Regions from separate parts of the Sus scrofa genome. Here all the other regions are linked to region 2. A link is a contact called in public Hi-C and HiChIP or PLAC-seq data. All regions are on one chromosome and are shown on one strand. Each heading gives the region's core, a stretch centred on a gene start, on an enhancer-like site or on the middle of the called end of the contact. The rest is flanking DNA. Distances are from core to core; before and after follow the strand shown. Region 1 has its middle 160 kb from the start of BCL6. Region 2 overlaps LPP (lipoma-preferred partner). Region 3 overlaps LPP (lipoma-preferred partner).

The links. Hi-C and Micro-C count contacts between places; a contact is called where the count stands out from the background. HiChIP or PLAC-seq counts read pairs in DNA pulled down with a chosen protein or histone mark.
Region 1: a contact with region 2 is called in a Hi-C map of skeletal muscle, with 4 times the contacts expected there. The contact joins two enhancer-like sites. A contact is called at or near these places in 1 of 47 Hi-C or Micro-C datasets (skeletal muscle) and 2 of 2 datasets of contacts at active chromatin or transcription factors (alveolar macrophages and skeletal muscle).
Region 3: a contact with region 2 is called in an H3K27ac HiChIP or PLAC-seq map of skeletal muscle. The contact joins two enhancer-like sites. A contact is called at or near these places in 2 of 2 datasets of contacts at active chromatin or transcription factors (alveolar macrophages and skeletal muscle).

What each region holds. Positions count from the first base shown.
Region 1 is chr13:125,544,411-125,547,950 of Sscrofa11.1, forward strand. No RefSeq gene overlaps it. Among named protein-coding and RNA genes, the nearest start is that of BCL6, 160 kb to the left of the region's middle. Within about 2 kb of position 1,896, at least 4 of the 83 cell types and tissues checked have an H3K27ac peak or open chromatin away from gene starts, as enhancers often do. A contact at or near this core is called in skeletal muscle, where this site is marked.
Region 2 is chr13:125,984,049-125,987,697 of Sscrofa11.1, forward strand. The region is part of intron 2 of LPP (lipoma-preferred partner); the gene reads left to right. Among named protein-coding and RNA genes, the nearest start is that of LPP, 200 kb to the left of the region's middle. Within about 2 kb of position 1,698, at least 1 of the 83 cell types and tissues checked has an H3K27ac peak or open chromatin away from gene starts, as enhancers often do. A contact at or near this core is called in skeletal muscle, where this site is marked.
Region 3 is chr13:126,377,409-126,380,764 of Sscrofa11.1, forward strand. All of the region lies in intron 8 of LPP (lipoma-preferred partner), which reads left to right. Among named protein-coding and RNA genes, the nearest start is that of MIR28, 97 kb to the left of the region's middle. Within about 2 kb of position 1,628, at least 9 of the 83 cell types and tissues checked have an H3K27ac peak or open chromatin away from gene starts, as enhancers often do. A contact at or near this core is called in skeletal muscle, where this site is marked.

The sequences.
Region 1 (3,540 bases), core at 646-3,145, 440 kb before region 2:
GTTTCCACCTTGAAAGGCCATCTTCTCTCTGTCCTCAGGATCACTTCCCGAGGTCAAATTCTCATCAATCATTCTGCAAACATTTTGTAGGCTCCTATTGCCTCCCAGGCGCTGTACTAAATCCAGAGATACAGTGGTGACTAAGACACACGTGGCTCTGGCCTGGATGGGTCTCTCATTTTAGGACTGGAGACAGGCAATTCACATGCAAACAAATAAGCAAGATGATTTAATACAGTAGTAAGCACTATTAAAAAAAAAGCTGTAATTTATGATGAAGAGTAAACCCAGTTCACAGACAGATACAGAGTATGGAAGGTCATAAGAAGGAGGTGGCATGATCTGATTTACACATCTGAAAGCTCACTAGCTGCCTTTACTATTCTAGGACAATTACAAGAGCCCCAATTACAGTCTCTATCTCTTCTTACTGTGGCCAGAGAGGCCTTAATGCAATGTACATTTGATGTGACACAGCTCCATATGGAAACTCTTTTTTTATTTTTTTATTTTTTCTTTTTACGGATGCACCCTCAGCATATGGAAGTTCCCAAGCTAGGGGTGAAATTAGAGCTGCAGCCGCCAGTCTACACCACAGCCACAGCAACACAGGATCTGAGCTGTGTTTGTGACCTACACCACAGCCCATAGCAACACCGGATCCCTGACCTGCTGAACAAGGCCAGGGATTGAACCCGAGTCCTCATGGATACTAGTTGGATTCATTTCCACTGTGCCACAATGGGAACTCCCCATATGGAAACTTTTAAAGTTCCTTGTCACCCCCAAGATAAAGCTCAGGCAGTAGGCACAGCTACCAAGATCTCCACCCTAGGCTTCCGCATCACGTTCACCTTGGCCACAGCACATGCCTGCACCTCACACCACATGGCCTTTTCTGGGATCCCACCAAAGCCCACTGCCCTTCTGGCATGCTGCCCACTCTTCTGAGGCAAAGCACAGGCACAGGCTTGCCCTCATTCTCTGATCACCCTCCTCCCTCCTTTACAGAATGCCTTCCCTTTCTTCAAAGTTTTGTTTGAATGTCTCCTCTTCTTAAAAGCCTCCCCTCACTCTTCCATGCGGAGCAGACCAGTCATTGCCTTCTCTGTGCCCAGAACATGCTTCGTTCACACTTGCACTATAATTTATCACATTGAATCATAATTATGCGTGTGTGTATGCATGACAAGCAGGGGCCGTGTCTTGGCTATGCTTTTTTTTCTTTCTTTTTAGGGCCACATCTGAAGCATATGGAAGTTTCCAGACCAGGGGTCAAATTGGAGCTGCAGCTGCCAGCCTACACCACAGCCACAGCAACACTAGATCTGAGTTGCATCTGTGACATATGCCACAGTTTGTGGTAATACCAGATCCTACCCCACTGAATGAGGCCAGGGATCGAACCAGCATCCTCACGAACACTAGGTTGGGTGTTTAACCCACTGAACCACCATGGGAACTCCCACAATTATGCTTTTATATACAGAACCCAGGAGGGCTGGGTACCTGGTGTTAGTGGATAGTTAGCAGATGAGTTGATTGATAGACCATTGAATGGAAGGATGGGAATTCCTAAGTGGATGCATATTGTCTATTCCCCTCATTTTAACAGCAAAACAATGCTAATCTGGTTTGTCATCTGTGAAATGAAGAGTCAGATTTGGTGATTCTGAAAGTTACCTCCAGCTCTGATGTCCCATGTTCTGAGAGTCCGTAAGTCATGCCTGGTTATTGCCATTTGCCTCAGAATGCCTTCTTGGCTTGAAAGAATTCAAAGGGCTCCCTGGTTCATGATTCAGGATCAAAAAGCTGGTGGAGCCCTGCTGCACTGAGATAAATAAAGCCTGGGCACAGGCTGGGTGTCCTCCTGTCCCAGTTGGCAACACTTATCACAGCCCGACATACCTGCTGAGGGAAGAAGCCTCAAGCAAAACAGGTTTCGAGCTGGCTTAACAAGAGCACAACTATACATTCCTGTAAATTTCCAGGGCTGAGCAAGGGCCTGGAGAGGCATGCATGGGCCGCTATGTTACACAGTTCCAGCGGCTATTTTTGCTCACCCCATCATCTGTGGGTGTGGTTATCAGGATATACTTGTGTAGATTTAGGTCAGAGGTGAGGCCAGAAATAATTCCTAACCCAGCTTTCAATGGAGGAGAAAAGAGTGAAGACACACCATTCCTTCTCTACCGAGCTAGAGGAGAAGGTGACTAGGTTACAGTTCAAGCGAGAGAGCCTGTCTGGGCAGCAGCCACGTGCTCAGCCCTCTGCTCGGGGTAGTGGGGAACTCAGAGAGGGATGAAATGGGTCCTGTCCTCCAGGTTATACTTGAGTGAGGGAGATCAGTTAGGTACTTAAGATGATAGAGGATGTCCATGTGAATGAAGCCTGGAGAAGGAGTTGGGAAATACTTCACAAAGGAGCACCTGTATTCAGCAGACAGAAATTCACTTTGACTATGTGGGTCAGCAAGTGTTCTCGAACAGGGGTGTGGAGGGACCAGAGTCAGGGCAGTGGAGGAAGGTGGGCAGTGTGTTCAACTACAGCAAAGATGTAAAGAGAGGGAAGGGGGTGTTAAACATTCTGGAAGAGGTGGGGCAGAAGGGATCACCTAGGTCCTAGACACCTGCCTTGTTTATATTCAAACAATATTTACCCAGTGCCAATTTTTGGCCAGGCCCTGTTCCTATATTTGAGTGCCAACATCCAAGGTTAAAATGCGCCCTGTAGGCAATGGGGCCACTGGAAGATCCTGAGTGGGGAGACGTAAACAGTGCAGAGACCTTGCTCTAACTGTTTCCTTACACTTTTACAGAAAATATCAGGATGCATGCACACGTACATATACACAGAGAGCTCTGACAAATCTCCTAAAGCTAAAAAGATGTGATATAGGAGTTCCCTGGTGGTGAAGAATGTTAAGGACCCAGCGTTGTCACTGTATGGCTCAGGTCACTGCTGTGGTGCAGGTTTGATCCCTGGCCCGGGAACTTCTATATGTTGCAGGTGCAGCCGGAAAAAAAGAAAAAAAAAAAAAGATGTGCTATAGAATGCCAGAAACCAAAAGTACTTTTCAGGCAATGTAAGAGTGGGAGTCTTGCGAGCCCTCAGACCTTAGCACTGGCTTCACATGAGGTTTCCTCCTTCACTCTAGAAGGCAGGAGAGATCTCAGCCCTCTGGTCACTCCTGTGCAAACAGCAGATTTCCAGGCCCAGGATCAAAGGCAGGAAAGCGTGCGCAAAGATCGGTAGGAAGAAAAGAAACAAGTCAGAATCTGAAACCATGGAAAACACTTCTAAATCCAAAGAGCAACTCATTTTCAAGCAGTTGAGTCCTGCCTTTAAAAAAAATGCAAGCAGCATCAAAATCATTCATTTCCTTCTTCCCCTTCCTACACAGGGAGGGACTTTAACATAAATTAATTTGGAAGTTAGGTGAGCACAAACTTACTTTTGAAAGTACCCAAGAGGCAGAGATAGGAATGAATCGAGCTGCAAAACAGGCAAAGAAAGAAAGATGCTAGGAATTTAAACCTG
Region 2 (3,649 bases), core at 448-2,947:
TAAAATACATGTTCCTGATTGAACTGTAGACCTTATCTTTCAGAAATAGGATACTGTCAGGGGCAAAGCTACATCCCTGCCAACATTCCTTCCTAAATGTGCTCCATAGGATACTTGCTCCACACGTGGTCCGTTCAGGTTGGGAATCAGTTGCTTTTTTAGCAATCTCCATTTTGGAGACCCTTCATGCACCCTTAGCATGATTAACTCTGAGAAGATTTATAGGTAAAAGCAATAACCACACCGTTCAGGTTTTCTCAAATTTATTTTATCACAGAACCATTTTGTGGCTGATTTCCCAGACCCACGTTCTGTCGAACATTCTTTGGATAGCATGACTTTATTGCTAAAATTCTCAAGGTTCACATCAGTGATCTTGTAATAATCTTGTGTGAAATATGAAGTTATTTGAGCTAAGCTATAGATCTTCACCTGCCCTCCCTCTCCATAGGAGAAATTACAGGTTTATTTCAGGATCAAACACTTTTCAAATGAAATGTTGCTAGGAGGAAAAAAAAAAAGCAACCCTTTTAGAGCCTAATAATTGCAGAAAGAAGACAGTGTTATACCAGCCAAACTCAATTTTGTGAATTAGGGCTTTAGCTTGGAGAGTTGTTCCTGAAAATAGCTTGTTTTTAAGCAAAACTTTGTTGGCTTTTGGTGGTGGACTTTTTCACCATCAAAAGCATGAATATGGGTGATTTTAAATGACGTGTTTCTTGCATTCAAAACCAGGGATTATGGAGTAAACAACACTTTCTTTAACTTTTCTGAAACAGTTGGCTTGACCATCATGGCATTTTTTTTTTTTTTTTGTCCTGTTTATTTGGGATATTTCCTTTTGTTTTTTTGTTTTTGTTTTTGTTTTTGTTTTTTGGAGTGCTGGAATGGCCTTTGTCAACCTTGTCCAAGCCTGCACTTGACAGATGAGGAAATAGAGGCCCAGGAGGCTTTGGTGACTCTTTACTAGTTGGTGACCAACTAGAGCTAAAATCAAGAACTTTCACTTCCTTACTAAAGCTTTTCTTGATTAGATAGTAGGTAGATAGATAGATACATGTAACACAGATGATAGTTGGATGCCCATAATTAGAAATTCTTTTACTTTTACTCACGAGGTAAGAAACCCTCCATAGTCCCTTAACCAAGTTCTTTTTTAAAAGAACTTCACTCACCTCAGGCCAGTTCTTTGATATTATTCACTTGAGAAATTAATTCACTTTGATGGGAAGAGATAATTGTGAAAGAGAGGATCATGCTGCCCATCTTGATGTCTTATTTCAAGCTGAGAGATTCATACAGCAAGACGATGTTAAATTTTTCGACCTAAGAAGAACTGGCTCATCATCAATAGCTGGAACACTCTGGCTTAGTTATACATCATTGTGTGGTTATTTCTCTCCTCTTTCCCTCCTCCTTTCTCCTAGTTTTGGCCTTTCTTTATGCATTGCCCCTGTCTTCAGCAGAAGGGCTATCTTGCTTCAAAGACAGGAAGAAAGCTCAGATCCAAGGAAGACATTCCTTCTGCTAGGTTTCTCCCAGCTGTAGCAAAAGCAAAGTAAAATTTGATGCCTTTGAGTTTGTTCCTTTAGGTAGAAGGATTTGACAATTAGGAAATTCCCCAATAAAAAGCTGCTATGGGAATCTGTAGTCTGGGGCTAGCGGTAACTGTGGTGTAGTATCATGTGAAAGGCAAGGCCATTAAACTCAATAGTGGAAAATATGAGTTCTGGGCTGCACTTCTCTCCTACCTAGCTATGGGATCCCGGGAAAACCAAAAAACCTCTCCAAGCTTCATTTGACCCAGTCTTCTCATCAGAACCTGGGGAATCATGATTCTTGGAGTTGTGTTGATTAAATGAAATAATGGATATGGAAGGCTTTATAAACTATAAATCACCCTATAAATGTGTCAGCATATTATTGCAATCAAGTAAGCAATAATAATAGCAAATACATCCACACTGCTGCCTTTGAGCCAGGTACTGTTTTAAGCCTTGACGTCTATTAGTTCACAGTTCTGACCAACTCTGTGTGTTAGTGAACAGCACCTGGCATCATAAATCACCAAGCCTGGCTGCTTACCTGGATCAGCTGCTGATTTACCAATGGTTGTGGGCACATTTCTCCCTTCCCTGGACCTCAGTTATACTCTTTGTAAAAGAAACACTTGGACTCTGTTGAACGTAAGGGCCCTTCTATTCTGGCATTTGAGATTCTGTTTGGTAGGTTTTTTTGCCCCTCATAGGCCCAGGCATAGATCAGTAATCAGAGCTCACATTTAAACCGAGGGCTATCATCATCTTAACCATTTTACGAATGAGGACACATATAAGCACAGAGAGCTCAAGTAACTTTTCCAAGGCTGTGCAGCCAGTAAGGGTACATCAGAATGATGGCAGCTAGATTGGGAGAACTCTTCAGCAACCCCAGGTGTGTCATGTTTTCAGACTTCTCACCTAATCAGCTCCATGATTATCATTTAGCTCTTTAGGTTTTTGGTGCTTGTTGTCATTTAACTCCACAATTAGATTCCCAGTGTCTTGATTGCCGGTAGTGCTGGAATGTGTATTTCCAGTGTCTGATGCAGGGTTTGGCAAGTGGTATAGTGTCTCTTTGTGTGTGCACAATTTTTCTGCCCAAACTTAGATTCTTTGAATCCTTTGGGGAGGCCAGCCATTGGCATCTCTCAGAAGTGTGTTAAATGACCTTTTCACATAAAAAGTTGGTTAAAGTTGATGACTCCGGACAAGTCTCCACATGGGAGACATGTTTCAAGTGCGGCCCATTTGTTTTCTGCATGGCGTGCATGCTCCAACTTTTTCAGGGCTGCTTAACTTGAAGACTCTTTTCCAGAGTCTTCTGGGTGCTTCACCTTGTTTTGGCTTTGCTGTTATTTAATTTTTCTGAAGATCTGGTTTTCTTGGGCTCTGGAATACAACCCAAGATTTGTGGCTCAGTTGCATCTGGGAAAGAGTCACACCCATTGAAATTGGGAGAAAATTGACTTTTAGAGCCCAAAGAAATTGACACAAATCTTAGATCATAGACATTTTCTATCTCAGACTCTGCCTTCCTTCTTTGTGTGGTGCCATTCCAAGGTGTCTTGGAGGGTTGCCTTTAACTCCTAATCCATTCGATGTACTTATTTTACCATTAACACATCATTCCAGTGAATAGTCTCTCTGATCTCCATAAGTGATCCACTCTCATTCATTTACATATGAACTATGTGATGTTATCTACCCATCATACACAATTGTGATACCAAAATGAACTAGACACAATCCCTGTTTATAAGGACCTAATACTTTGAAGGGGCAGGGGGTCATGATTTCAATCAGCAATTAGTTCTTGGTGCCCACCATGACCAAGCATCAGGCCCTTAACCAGAACTGTGGATACCAGTAGATACCAGCTCTCTTATCACAGTACTTCTGGTCTAGGAGTGACAAACCACTATATTCATAATTTCACAAATAATTATATAATTTTTATTGTGATAGGAGCCACAAAACAAAGGTGCAGAGTGTGGTGGGAGTATTAAACTTTTTTTTTTTTTTTTTCTGGCCTTGTTTGTGGGCAAGGTATGTTTTCCCAAAGAAGTGGACTGAGCCAGGGGAAAATGGACACAGGGGAGCAGGCATGG
Region 3 (3,356 bases), core at 378-2,877, 390 kb after region 2:
GGAACCTCCATATGCTGCGGGAGTGGCCCAAAGAAATAACAAAAAGACAAAAAAAAAAAAAAAAGATAAATATGCCATAACAAAAATAAGATTCAGAGTTACAATACATGTTTTAAAGTTGAAGGAAAATTTTATAACCCATTTCACAATCCTAGTAGAGTAAGTTTGCATATTGGATTTTATTGTCTTCTACCTATTTTAAGCAGAAGCGAGATTTATGAAATTTTTCACCTCCATCCAGGTGTAACTTACTTCTTTGTACCTTTAGCAGTTAGCACTGTCTTGGTCTATAGATGATGTCCATTAGTTGTTTTGAATTAAGGAACAATAATAATAATAACATTTAATGTTTTCCAGTTTATAAAACATTTCCAATGTAAATGTGAGCTTTGTTGTACAGGGTTTTTTGTTGTTGTTGTTTGTATTTTGTTGTTATTGTCTAATAGGAAATCAAGGCTCAGAAAGCATAAGGGGCTTGCCCAAAAACACAGCTGGTTAGAGGAATTTTTTTTTTTTTTTTTGGTCTTTCTGTCTTTTTAGGGCCGCACCTGCGGCATATGCAGGTTCCCAGGCTAGGGGTCCAATCGGAACTGTAGCCACTGGCCTATGCCAGAGCCACAGCAACACAGGATCTGAGCCGTGTCTGCGACCTACACCACAGCTCACAGCAATGCCGGATCCTTAACACACTGAGCGGAGGCCAGGAATTGAACCCTCAACCTCATGGATGCTAGTCAGGTTCACTAACTACTGAGCAATAACAGGAACCCCGGTTAGAGGATTTGAATGTAAGACTTTGTGGCTCTAAACTTTGTCATTTAAACTGGAGCATCTGTTAGTTGCTTATCACATCCTTGATTTCTGCCGGGGTAGAAGGTATTTTTAAATTTTGTAGGGAAGGGAGAGCTTTGATTTCTATACCCTTGTCAGAGGTATTTTTCAAATTCAAGGACTTTTGGTAAATTTGAAAGCAATTCTTTGCATTTCTAGGAGCTGGATTAGAGCAGTATTTCTTTGGAGCATTGCAATTTATTTCTCCAAAATGAATCTGCAGTAGGTGTGGAAATGGGTATCTGTGAGGACCAGAACTTAGGCAGCAAATGAAACCTCTTGACGGGTTCCCAGCAACAGGCTTATTTTGTATCCAAGTCTAGAAGCACAAGCGGGAGAAAGGAGGCTTTGGTGAAGTCAATGATGTCCCCACATCATCTGTAAGGTCAGAGAAAGAGCTCAAGCTCCGAGTTCCTAGTCTCCAGACAGATTCTCCAGCCACTTGGACAGAGTCCTATAGAGGTCTAGGCTTTTGGTAAAAGTCCACCGCTTCTACCTGTTTCTCCCTTCTAGTGATTAAACCTTGTCCTCACTGCCTCCCTGAGCTCACCACCATTGCTCCACATCCATCCCACCTCAGTGTTGCTTGGGTGCCTTCCGTCACATCATTCTGTTTCTGGATCCATATCTTTATCAAAGGGGACCCATTTGTTTCTTTCAGAAATGCTCCTAAAAATTTTCCCGTATTTGACTAAGTGTCCCAGTCATAAAGCCCTTTCCAGTAATCCCAGTACTGGGCAACCAGTTCCAGTAATGGAGGAGACACTTCCAGCTGTTAAGCAATGGTCATCCTTCCAAAGGAGATTGAGCAATCCCTTTTTTTCAAGTTATATTTAAAGCATGACTCCAGAAAGGCTGGAAGGCTCTCTGGATTCTGACAGTGCTGTAGAGCTTTTAGGGGAAAGGGCTGTGAAACTGGTCCTGGATAGAACTCTCAGAGAGAGGTAAACAAGGTTTTCACTTTCTTCATTATGTAAAATCACTTTAACAGTACTTATCAAGGTTTTGTGAAAATTAAATAGAAATTTTTGAGACAGTGGCTGCTGCCATTCATGAAACATAGTCAGCCCTCAGCAATATGTATTTCATTAAAAGGAAGGTAGGCACTTGAGAGCTATCCAAAGAGACTGACTCACTGTGTTAAACAGGAGCATCTGGCCACTGGAAGGAAAGGAGCAGCAGAAGGACTCCTGTCAAGGAAAGGGGAGTGGAGATTGTGACCTATACCAGTCTTTTCAGCATGAAAGTGGAACCCAGGAAAAGGACCTAGTTATCCATAAACCCAGGGCATGCTTACACCAACAGCCCACATGGTGTATCCTGTCTTCCATGTGCCCTGGATGGAAATAATATGGTAATACCAGCCAATGCCTTTTGCATTTAAAGGGTGCTTAGCTTTTCCATGCAATTGCAAATTCACATCAGGAAATATCAAGATGAAAAATCCAAACTCACTTTCTCGTGACATTCAGGACCATTCTTGTCACTTGGCTCAGTTTCCATGTACCTGAATTGAAGGCTGCAAGGCAGTATACAGACATTGAATCAAAGAGAAATCAATTTGAACCCAGACTCCATTACTCTATACATTTATTCAGTTCTCTAAAGCAAGTGTATAAAACGAGGTTGATAGTACTTACTGTGTTGGACTCTTGGGAAGATTAAATGAGTTCAGGTAGGTGTCAAGCACAGTGTCTGCCTCCTAATAGATGTTTAATAAATGCTAGCTGTACTATTACTGAGATTCACTCTGAAGACATTTATCATCCCTTACCTCCTCTGGAAAATAGATTATATAAATATATCATAAGAATTTACATCATAACGTCTTTCTTCAGTCTTTTGCTTTTCTCTTCTGTCACTGTCTCCTGGCAAGGCTGTAATCTCAATGAGCCCACCCACTTGTGTTTTGCTCACCCACCAAAGCAGTTGAACATTGCAGGAGAAAAGCACAGAGCCAGGAATATTGATATCGTGATAAATTGTGACCAACTTTGACCCCAATCACAGCCTACATTCTTACACACTGCTCTCAGCTGTTACCTACAGCCTCCACTCTACCCCAGTTTCTGACTGCCCTCCACCCCCACTCCCTCCTCCAGGGACGACTGCCTCATTCTCCACAGTGAGAATGAAAGGCACAGGGTGACACTCCCTCAGCTTGTGCCGTCAAATTTACTCCTGTCCTCTCCATTCCTTCTGTTAGAGTAGCAGAAGAGCCCGTCAGCTTATCAAATGCCAATTAGTGTAAACGTACTCTGGGTCTAAAGGTGTTCTGATCCTGTTTCCCCTGTCTTCTCAGGACCCTCACTCCATAGGTCATCCATTCTTCATCCTGAATCTTCTAGCTATTCTGGATTGGATGCTTCTCATCAATGCCCATTTGTGTTCCAGCGTGGCATTTATTTCCCCTCCATTGACTCTATGCATTATCTAGCAGTTGCATTATCTCTTCTTCAAAGCCAGACTCTAGAAAGTTTTTCATTATATACAGTGCCTCCTTTTCCTTACCTCATATTCAGGCT